2 separate regions of the Mus musculus genome follow, and region 1 is linked to region 2. Evidence: chromatin contacts called from public Hi-C data. All regions are on one chromosome and are shown on one strand. The core of a region is the stretch at or near the end of the contact, and the rest is flanking DNA. Distances in the headings are between cores, read along the strand shown.

Region 1 (4,639 bases), core at 103-2,602, 270 kb after region 2:
TACTCTGGCTCTTGGCTTGGGAAGGAAACTTTGATCTTCCTTAAAGCTAATACTCTCTGATCAGCCCTCCAATAACAGGGTCGTTGTCCCTTTCCACTTACATATATGGGACATACATGCAATGAGACAGGTGTAAGTACAGGATATTCTCAGCATGATTAGTGTGATACACATATATGGTATACTTGTAGGCATCATACAAATAGCAAAAGAGAAGCATGAGGTACACTGTGCTGTGTGCAAAAAATAGAAAATGTTATTGGAGTTGTTTTGTAAAGGGGAATCTTGGAACCAGCAAGCTTTCTTCTTCTTTTTCTCTATTGTGGAGAATTGCTTTCTCGTTGTGTGTGTGTGGTGTGCGTGTGTGAGTGAGTGTGTATGTACTTATACTCAGTGGCAGTACTCAGAGTGAAGCCACATGACTTGTTAGAGCACTGTGGGAATTGGGAAGACACCTTTGTGACTGGCATGAGTGAGTACGGTCAGAAATACTGCTCTGCAGACCATGGTGCACATGTCTGTTCCTTCAACCAAGGACCGTCTGCCCCAAAGGTCCACGTTGCCGAGAGTTAGAAGCCCTGCTCTGGAATCCTCCTGCAGCGCTCACTCCAGGGTGAAAACCATGGCCATTTATTGACAGCAGGCTACAGAGGCATTGGTTCTGTCCCTAAAACCAAACTCAACAGACAATTGTTTATGAGCGTTCTCCTTCACCACGGTGGCGGCTGTCTCAAGGACTTGACTGTACAACATGCTCAGCTGGTTGTTTTTATTCTCATGACTAAAAAGCGAGTGGGCATAGAGCTCAGGGGTAGGGTGCTTGCCCACTTTATATAAGGTATTAGGTTCAGTCCCCAGTACTACCAAAGCCCAAACAACAACAAATGCCAATTTTCCCATCAAGTAACCTGAAGCAAGTTCTGCTTAAGGATTCAACCCAGAGGTAAACAACCATCGCCCTCTGCTGGAAGATTCTGTAACTGCTCCATTCAGAGTAGAGGAGCCCGGTTGAACATGCCTTTGAACATGTAATTGCCTCCAAGGGTGAGGAGAGTATTGGTTTATACAGCCAATTAATATTTTAGATAATAATCTTATTCTTTGAGATTTTCACACATTTATATAGTGTATAAATCTATCTGACCCCCCCCTTTGGCTTCATGTCTTCTTGTTGTTTATTTTAGGAGTCCAATTACTGCTACCCATCTGCATATGGGTATGGGGTCATCCCCTGGGGACATAAGCAATCTGCCAGTGACCATGCACCCAGAGGATGCACCCAGAGGACAGTGACTTCCTCTCATTAGCTGTCACCTGCCAAGAGTTCTATGTAACCACGGTTCCTTGAGCTGATGCATGCAACAGGCATGTTGTAACAGGAGTCAGGGCTCACAGCTCTCTCCTCTCCACCCACAGGCTCTTACCTACTTATCTCCCCATCTCCTTGGAAGTTTCCCGAGCCTTGGCTGGTGAGAGGGTGATACTGATAACCTGTCCAGGGCTAGACACTTGACCTTTTGACCAGTTATAGGTGTCTGCATTAACCAGTACTTACTGCAAAGGAAGCTCCCCTGGCCACAGTTCAGAGCAGCAGGAATCTGTGCATATGAACGCAGATATTTAGAAGTCAGTGTGACACTATGACTACTTAGCCAAACCACAACAGGTTTCCCCTTCGGGCCTATGATCTCCTCAGCCCTGGGCTTTTGACTAGGATTGCAGGACTTGGCAAGACTGTTGAGCAAGACTCAGATTTAGTAAGAAAGCAGCTGTATACCCCTATACAATTACACCAATGGGCATATTTTGCCAGCAGGTCCATATTGTAGCATGCAGGGTCCAGTACCAGGGAAGACATTGATTTTTTTTTTTCCTCCAAGAATCCTGTAGAGCACTTCAGGCCCTCTGTAAGCTCATTAGCAGATGCAGGGGTCCTGGCCAGTTTGAGATTAATTTTTTTTATGCCTACATTCAAAGTGGGTGACATCTTTAACAATAGAGTCTTACTATCTAGCTATGGAGGGCAACTGAGAGCAATGGCAATAGCTTATATTATTTTGGGAGCCCCTGGGGCCTCTCTGACCAATATTCATAGAGAGGTAACCATGGTTGGCACTGAGATTTTTATTTAACAACCCAGGTGTTTGGGGAGCAGTGTTGTCCACCCATGCAAGGGTACTTCTGTTCGCTTATAAACTAGTTGATTTTCACAAAGCTTCTTCACGGATCCTTAGTTTTGTCTAACCCACAACTACCCTTTTTGTTCCCCATCCATCTATATCTGCTTACACCCTTACCCTTTAGTATCTCCTGTCTCCTTTTATGGATCAGTGTTGTACTATACCATCTGACTGAGTTTCGTCTTGGGTTAGAAAACCACAGGGTTTTAAATGGCTTTTCCTTGTTCCCTTCATTTTGGTTAGGCCTTCTGCTAACATTTCATTTCTCATTCTCTCCCTCCTCTGTACTTGAATGACCAGTTTCTTTTTTAATGTAGGACTATAGGTTTATATGTTGTTCGATGGCTATTAAATATTCTATCCCTTCTCTGACAGGGCAGCATTGATGAACAAAACAATACCAAAGTTTAATGATCAGACCCAGAAGTAGATTGTAGGATGTCTTAAAAATAATTTTTATTTTGATGGGCTTCGTGCATGAAGTGCTTGTCATGTGAGCATGCTCAAGTCCCAGAATCCTCATTAAAAATTCTTTTTTGGGTTTTTGATTTTGTTTTTTCGAGACAGGGTTTCTCTGTGTAGCCCTGGCTGTCTTGGAACTCACTTTGTAGACCAGGCTGGCCTCGAACTCAGAAACCCACCTGCCTCTGCCTTCCAAGTGCTGGGATTAAAGGCATGTGCCACCACCGCCCAGTTATTTAATGAGTCTTTTGTTTACTTTTGAGATTGTATTTTAATTATAGCACTCCCCCTTCCCTCCCTCGACCCCTCTCACATGCCCTTCCCTCTTCTTATTCAAATTCGTGGCCACTGGCTTTTTATCAGTTATTATTGCATGCATATAAGTATTTGCAGATACATACATATTCCCAAATATAACCTGTCATGCATATTTTTGATAATGTGACTATGATAGGAAATGGGCTAGAGAAATGGCTCAGGAGATTGACCTAATTGAAAAGCCAACGTGGAGCCAGGAGTAAAGCCATGCCTTTAATCCCTGCACTCTGGAGGCCTGGTGAGTTTGAGGCCAGCCTTGGTCTATGAGGCAAGTTCCAGGACAGCCAAGGCCAGCACACAGAGAAACCCTGTCTCAAAAACAAAACAAAACAAAACAAAACAAAACAAAACACACACATACAAAAAAAAAAAAGAAAAAAAAAAAAGACTTCCCAGCCACACTGACTCTTCTTGGTGACTGATTGTAAATCTAGTCAAGTTGACAAGATTAACTATTTCAACTCTTCCCCTATCAACTTCACATCCAAATGCATCCATATTGTTTAATTTAATCCATATCGTTTTATTTCTGGCTTTCATACGTTTCTAGACACTTCACAATGCAAAATGGGTTTAGCCCAATTTCAAACATCCCTGTAGTCTAACAGTACCAAGGCCAAGGTCCTCCCTGATGCTCGGGGACATCTCTTAACTTCCATTTTCCAACATACTAGGATATAAAGTAAGCACCTCCATTAGGAAGGATGGGAGGATGATACTGACATCAAACACAGGCAGGTACTTGCCTGTGTCCAGCACCAGGGCTGTGGGACAGTAACATCTGTGTTCCACTGGGCTTGGGTGGCCTACCTCTCCAGCTTACAGTGTGGAAGGCACAGAGGTAACTTTATTACAGCTGCCCCATGGTGGCCAGGAGCCTGGGGCACCTCACTTGCTTCTCAGCAGACCACAAATGCTGGTGTTGAAAGAAAATAAAACTTGAGACCTGTGATTCATGTAATGTATGTCAAATAGCCCAAAGAGTTGTTTGCGAGCTTTGAAACCTGGGGCTGAGAACATACCAGAACAGGCCAGGACATGCCCGGACAGGCCCATCATTAAGATATTCCTGAGGCTGCTTGGCCATAAAGATAAAGAGATAAAGAGAATGACATGCCAAACTGGCCTGGCGCCTCCCTATCTCCCGCCCTTCTAACCTAAGTTAAATGTTAACAGGCTGCTGATGTTTAAATGGACCAATCATGTGAAACCGCGCCAATTCCTCCCCCAGGCCCAGCCCCTTTTCTATAAAAACTCCTAGCTTCCAAGCCTCGTGGTCAAATCCACTGTCTTCTGCGTGAGATATGTTTTGACCCAGAGCTCCGCCATTAAAACTACCTCATGTTTTTCCATCAAGGCATTCTGTTCGTGATTCTTGGGTGCACACCGAATCGGGAATTGAGTGGGGGTTTCCCCACTAGGTTCTTTCAGTGTTCAGCTCACTTTCTCCTTCTTCCTCTTCTCTTCCACCCAAGGCTACAGCCCATGGGCTGGCTCTTTTTATTTATTTTTTTCTTTGTTCTGTGGATATGGCCATTTTTGAGAGTGCTGATTTGAGTCTCTGGTCTCTCTCCTATAGAGAGATGTTACATTTGATTCGATGTAAAGAAGCACGGTCTCCTCTAGGTCCTCTTTTCCAGCCTCCCAGACAACTCTCTTCAAGGTCAGTTCAAATGTCT
Region 2 (5,118 bases), core at 384-2,883:
CTACATTTCATTAAAAAGTACTCCTTTCCCAGGCTACTTCTGCAGTAAATGAAAGACAAACCAAGGTTTAGGGATAGACACTGCCTCCTACTCCGGCAGGACTCCAAAAAGGTAGAAGTAACTGATTTTGGTGATAATTTATAATTGTCATGTTTGTTATAGAAGTACATTTGGACTATTTAGAAAGTAAATCTAGGGCTGGTGAGATGGCTCAGCGGGTAAGAGCACCCGACTGCTCTTCCGAAGGTCAGGAGTTCAAATCCCAGCAACCACATGGTGGCTCACAACCATCCGTAACGAGATCTGACTCCCTCTTCTGGAGTGTCTGAAGACAGCTACAGTGTACTTACATATAATAAATAAATAAATCTTTAAAAAAAAAAAAAAAAAAAAAAAAGTAAATCTAAATTCTGAAAACATTTACCTGCAATTAAAAAAACAACAACTATGGGTCACAACACTGGGAAACTGTCTAGAATCGCCTCCCTTCCCCATCTCAGCCCAGGCTACTCTCCGAGATTTATTGCTAGTTTATGAATTACTGTACTGGCGTTCAGGATCAAAAAACGCTGTTGCGTGCCGCCATGTACTGCCTCTCCCCGTGTTGCACAATTCCATTTTTATTCACAATTCAAGGCCAAGGGTCTCTTATTTCCTTTCCAATTTTCCCCAAATGTCTACTGTTAGCCAATGGAGTGCATCGCAACGTTATCCCTTTATACACAAACATGTGAACTGCTAGGTAAAGTATCTGTGTGAAAATACATGAGGGTGAGTGATTGGGCAGGGCCCTGGAAGGATCTTATAATGCGAGGCCTCGTCCATACCTTGCGCACCAACTTACAGTTTTCAATGAACACTACAGAATGACTGGGAAGAATTAATCTAGGAAAATGCTGAGCTACTGATCACACGCCTTTCCTCCCCTAAAACGCATGCTACGAATCACATTTTTAAAAAAGGGAGACTTGGTGGGGGAGGTTATGGGGGACTTTTTGGGATAGCATTGGAAATGTAAATGAGGAAAATACCTAATAAAAAATATTTTTTTAAAAAAAGGGAGACTTATTCGTCGCAACACACCAAGGAAGCGTGATTCAAGAATAATAATTTAAAAATTAATGAGTTTCCTGAGATTCAGAAAAAGCCCAAGTGGTCCAAGCCGTGGAGTGTGCTAACTACCCCCCGCCCCCAGCCAATGGCCTCCCCGCGCCATCCTCGCTCCTCGCCTCCTAAGGGGAGCAAACCGGGACTTCTGAGTTCCCGTGACCCGCCGGGCAAGGCCTCGCTGACCCGAGGCGCCTTGGCGGGTCCCCAGCTCGCTCTGCCCGTGGCGACCCCAACGAGGCCTGCGCATCCCCCGCACCCAAGACCACCCCAAGGAGTAAGCGACTCCACTGCCCACAGCCCGAAAGGACCCGCGGCCTTCGAGGTTCGCGCTCCAGCCACCACACTCACTGCCCATGGCGGCGGCTCAGCACACCCGGCGGGCACCCGCGGCCTCGCAGCTGCCTCCGCTCCGTTCCTCACGACTCTGGCCTAGGCGGCGGAGGCTGGGGACACGCTCTGGCCGTCCCCGCACAAGCTCCGCCCACAGAGTCATGTGACATGCGCTCTAGGCTCCTCCCAGACCTAGCCTGGCCGTTGGCGGACGTCCACCGCGTTGCTATGGTCACCGTTGGCGCGGCGGCGGGGGCGGGACTGGATGGCAAGAGGCGGGGCGGCCTGCCGTGGTGGGCGGTTCTTAGTTGCTCTACTCCAGGACAAGGGTTTTCCTTTTCAAAGCTGTTTTCTAGATAAGGTTTCCTGGTCCAGGTACCCCAAGGCCTAGAGCTGAGCTACCTGAGCCAGACTTTTCTTTCCGCCCCATCTTAACTGTAACTTCTTAGACATTTGTGAAAACTGGTAATACACTGCAGACAATAGTACTTTCCAGTACTTCCCCATCTTCAAAATAGACATCAAGGCATCAAGAGGTATAAACTCTTTTATCTGTCTCTCTTTTTCAGAAAGAAACCTTTTTAGGCCGGGCGGTGGTGGCGCACGCCTTTAATCCCAGCACTCGGGAGGCAGAGGCAGGTGGATTTCTGAGTTCGAGGCCAGCCTGGTCTACAGAGTGAGTTCCAGGACAGCCAGGGATACACAGAGAAACCCTGTCTCGAACCCGCCCCCCCAAAAAAAACCCAGTAAAACTTCCAAGGTAATATAGGTAAATTAGAGAAGTTAATTTCAGACTATTTTTCCCAAATAGGAAATATATGGAAAACATAAGAAATTTGAGTAAAATGGTTCTTTCAAGGTGGTAATTTTTATTTTGCTAAGAATAATGTGATATATGGGGGGTGGGTATGGGGGACCTTTGGGATAGCATTGAAAATGTAAACAAGGAAAATACCTAATTAAAAAAAAAGAATAATGTGTCATTTTAAGCAAAATTCATTATTTTTAATATTTCAACTTACTAATTACATAACTGAAGCTCTAGTTCTCACTGAACATTAAACATGCATAATTATGGACAGCAGATAAGAAAAACTAACATTTTTAAGAGGAAAGAAAATACAGTAGTGTTTCATATGAAATAATTCAAATGTCCCTTTCTGCAACACAATTCAGAATGTGGCTGATATAAAGGTAGAAAGGCAGAAGACATTTTCATAGCTCTGTCAGGGAAAACTGTAACAAGAAATAATAAACTTGTGAGAGGCAGCATAGGAAGAAATTTAGAAAGAGCAAGACAAAAACATTTTTAAATATATTAAATTCCATCTTAGAGTTTTAATATCTTTTAATTTAAGAAACCAAAAGATAAGAGAATAAAGGTACATTATGGTTTTTTTAAACTTAAATATACACTATTATTCTTATTAAACTTGCCTTTGAAACTTTACAGATTTATATAAGTAGTAATGAAGTGACAAGATTCATAAGGCTCGGCAAAAGAAAGAAGGACTGAAGGATGCAGAAAGGAAAGGGAGGGAAAGGGTTAAAGAGATGGCACAATGATGGAGCCAGTAAGTACAAAGTACTGCAACTAATACCCAGCTGCAGACAGGAGGGGACATGTCGTAGAAAGAAAGAGGGCAAATACTAGAAAGATGCTAAATAACTGCAGCATTATTCTAAAATGCAAATAATAGTCTGGCATGGTGGTACACACCTTAAATCCCAGCACTCAGAAGGCAGAGACAGAGAGACCTCTGAGTTCAAGACCAGCCTGCTCTACACAGAGAGTTCTAGGCCAGCCAGAACTATCTCAAAAATCAAAATAAAAAAAGAAGTACATTATGAATCTATTACTATAGCCAGGACTGCCTACACATCAATGATGTAAAACATGGCGCATTGCTGGTAAAATTGGAAAGGCAATGGATGTATTCCAGCCCTTCCTATGTCCCCATAACCTTTTTAAAAAACTGTCGTAAAGTCAGAATGGTACACAGTAGATGCTCCTGAGAACCAACTCAAGGGACGTCACATAGCTACCATTTAGTTTGCGGCCAACACTAGATTCAACCTCTATGGAACCCCACGTACCTGGTTTGGGAATGTGGCTAAAACTTAATGAAATTTATAGCCCAAATATACATCATATTTGTACCTGCAGCTTTGAGAGACAAAAGTGATTAACCTGGCACTTAAATCCCTCTACCCAACACCAAAGTTAATTTAAAAATCAGAAAATATCATAGCAGCTGGGCAGTGGTAGCGCACGTCTTTAATCCCAGCACTCGGGAGGCAGAGGCAGGGGGATCTCTGAGTTCAAGGCCAGCCTGGTCTACAGAGTGAGTTCCAGGACAGCCAGCCAGGACTACATAGAGAAACCCTGTCTCGAAAAAAATCAAAAACAAACAAACAAAAAAGGAAATGTCATAGCAATATAATGGGGAAAGGGGAAATTAATAGAAAAAAAAAACCGAAGTCCACCTTAATACAGTTAATACCTCATAACTTAACATTTATTAGGGGCCAAGGCTGGAGCTCATTTGGTAGAGAGCTTGTCTACCATTCTTTTTTTGTTGTTGTTGTTTTTGGTTTTTCAAGACAGGGTTCCTCTATATAGCCCTGGCTATCCTGGAACTTACTCTGTAGACCAGGCTGGCCTCGAACTCAGAAATCCGCCTGCCTCTGCCTCCCGAGTGCTGGGATTAAAGGCTGTGCCACCGCCCGGCTGGTCGACCATTCTTGATGGATGCTCATTACCAGCGTTAACTGGGCATGGTCGCACAAGTCTGCAGTTCCAGCCCTCGGGAGGTAGAGGTAAGAAGATGAGAAGTTCAAGGTGATCCTTAGTTATACAGTGATTGTGAGGCCAGCCTGGACTACAGGAGACTGCATGGGTACAGCGTTAGACGACCATACAATCAGCAGTTAGTATTTAACAGCATTTACTTTTAAGGATAATGGATCAAACCTGAAAGAACATGAATCCAGAATGGTCTAGTTTTAGTGGTATCTGTTGGAACCTTTTGTAGAGCGGTTCTAAGATGACATTTAAAACGAAAATATTGCTGACCTTAAAAGGGAGGAAAGATATGGAAAGTTATGTGTATTGAACCAATTAAGAGGTAGTGTTGGGGCTGCCTATACACAGCCCCACGTTCTGGTCAAAGACCGTTCTCTGCTCATTTACAGGCAGTTACAGTGGAATCTGAACCCGACTGCCTAATGACCCCCTCTTCCAGTTCACTCACATCGAACGAAAGCATAACAAACACTATTGTCCTGCAAAGCGTGAAACCTACTGTCTGTTTCATGTACTTATAAAATCAGTTCCCCTGTGTAGTCCATGTACTCCAGATTCAGTTGTTCAAATCAGTCCAGAACTTCAGGGGAACGCAGACTTCCACGCTAAGCTAGGGGGAGGGGAGGGAATGGAGGAGCGCACTTTCTTCTGTTGCTTAGCACTTTACTGAGTGAAGGTCTTGGAGAGAATGTCTTCGTGCTGCTGCTGGTGCACTGTGCCAATTCCTACCGCAGGTGCTGGCAAAGGGGGTCGGCTTACAAGACGGAGCTGTCATTGGAGCAAAGAAGAAATCAAGTGACATTTGAGTACATCAGAGCTCTGCTCTGTTCCATTAAGAAGGTACACATCACATATTCCCTATTACCTTGTTC

The links. A called contact is a pair of places that touch in the nucleus more often than the background predicts.
Region 1: a contact with region 2 is called in a Hi-C map of epidermal suprabasal cells, with 2.4 times the contacts expected there. The contact joins the enhancer-like site here to the promoter of Sec61a2 in region 2. A contact is called at or near these places in 2 of 39 promoter capture datasets (hippocampal neurons and pre-B cells), 1 of 15 datasets of contacts at CTCF or cohesin (pro-B cells), 22 of 484 Hi-C or Micro-C datasets (the AtT-20 cell line, the G1E-ER4 cell line, the HL-1 cell line and 16 more), 2 of 115 datasets of contacts at active chromatin or transcription factors (astrocytes and pancreatic cancer cells) and 1 of 9 other capture datasets (macrophages).

The regions. Positions count from the first base shown.
Region 1 is chr2:6,167,074-6,171,712 of GRCm38.p6, forward strand. No RefSeq gene overlaps it. Among named protein-coding and RNA genes, the nearest start is that of A230108P19Rik, 24 kb to the right of the region's middle. Within about 2 kb of position 1,353, at least 23 of the 459 cell types and tissues checked have an H3K27ac peak or open chromatin away from gene starts, as enhancers often do. A contact at or near this core is called in epidermal suprabasal cells, where this site is marked.
Region 2 is chr2:5,893,799-5,898,916 of GRCm38.p6, forward strand. It overlaps Sec61a2 (Sec61, alpha subunit 2 (S. cerevisiae)), which reads right to left and starts at 1,634. Exons shown (of 12, transcript NM_021305.4): 1 at 1,459-1,634. The coding sequence starts at 1,465. It overlaps Gm13267 (predicted gene 13267), which reads left to right and starts at 1,666. Exons shown (of 3, transcript NR_166420.1): 1 at 1,666-1,976; 2 at 4,981-5,086. It overlaps Dhtkd1 (dehydrogenase E1 and transketolase domain containing 1), which reads right to left. Exons shown (of 17, transcript NM_001081131.2): 17 at 4,262-5,014. The coding sequence ends at 4,910.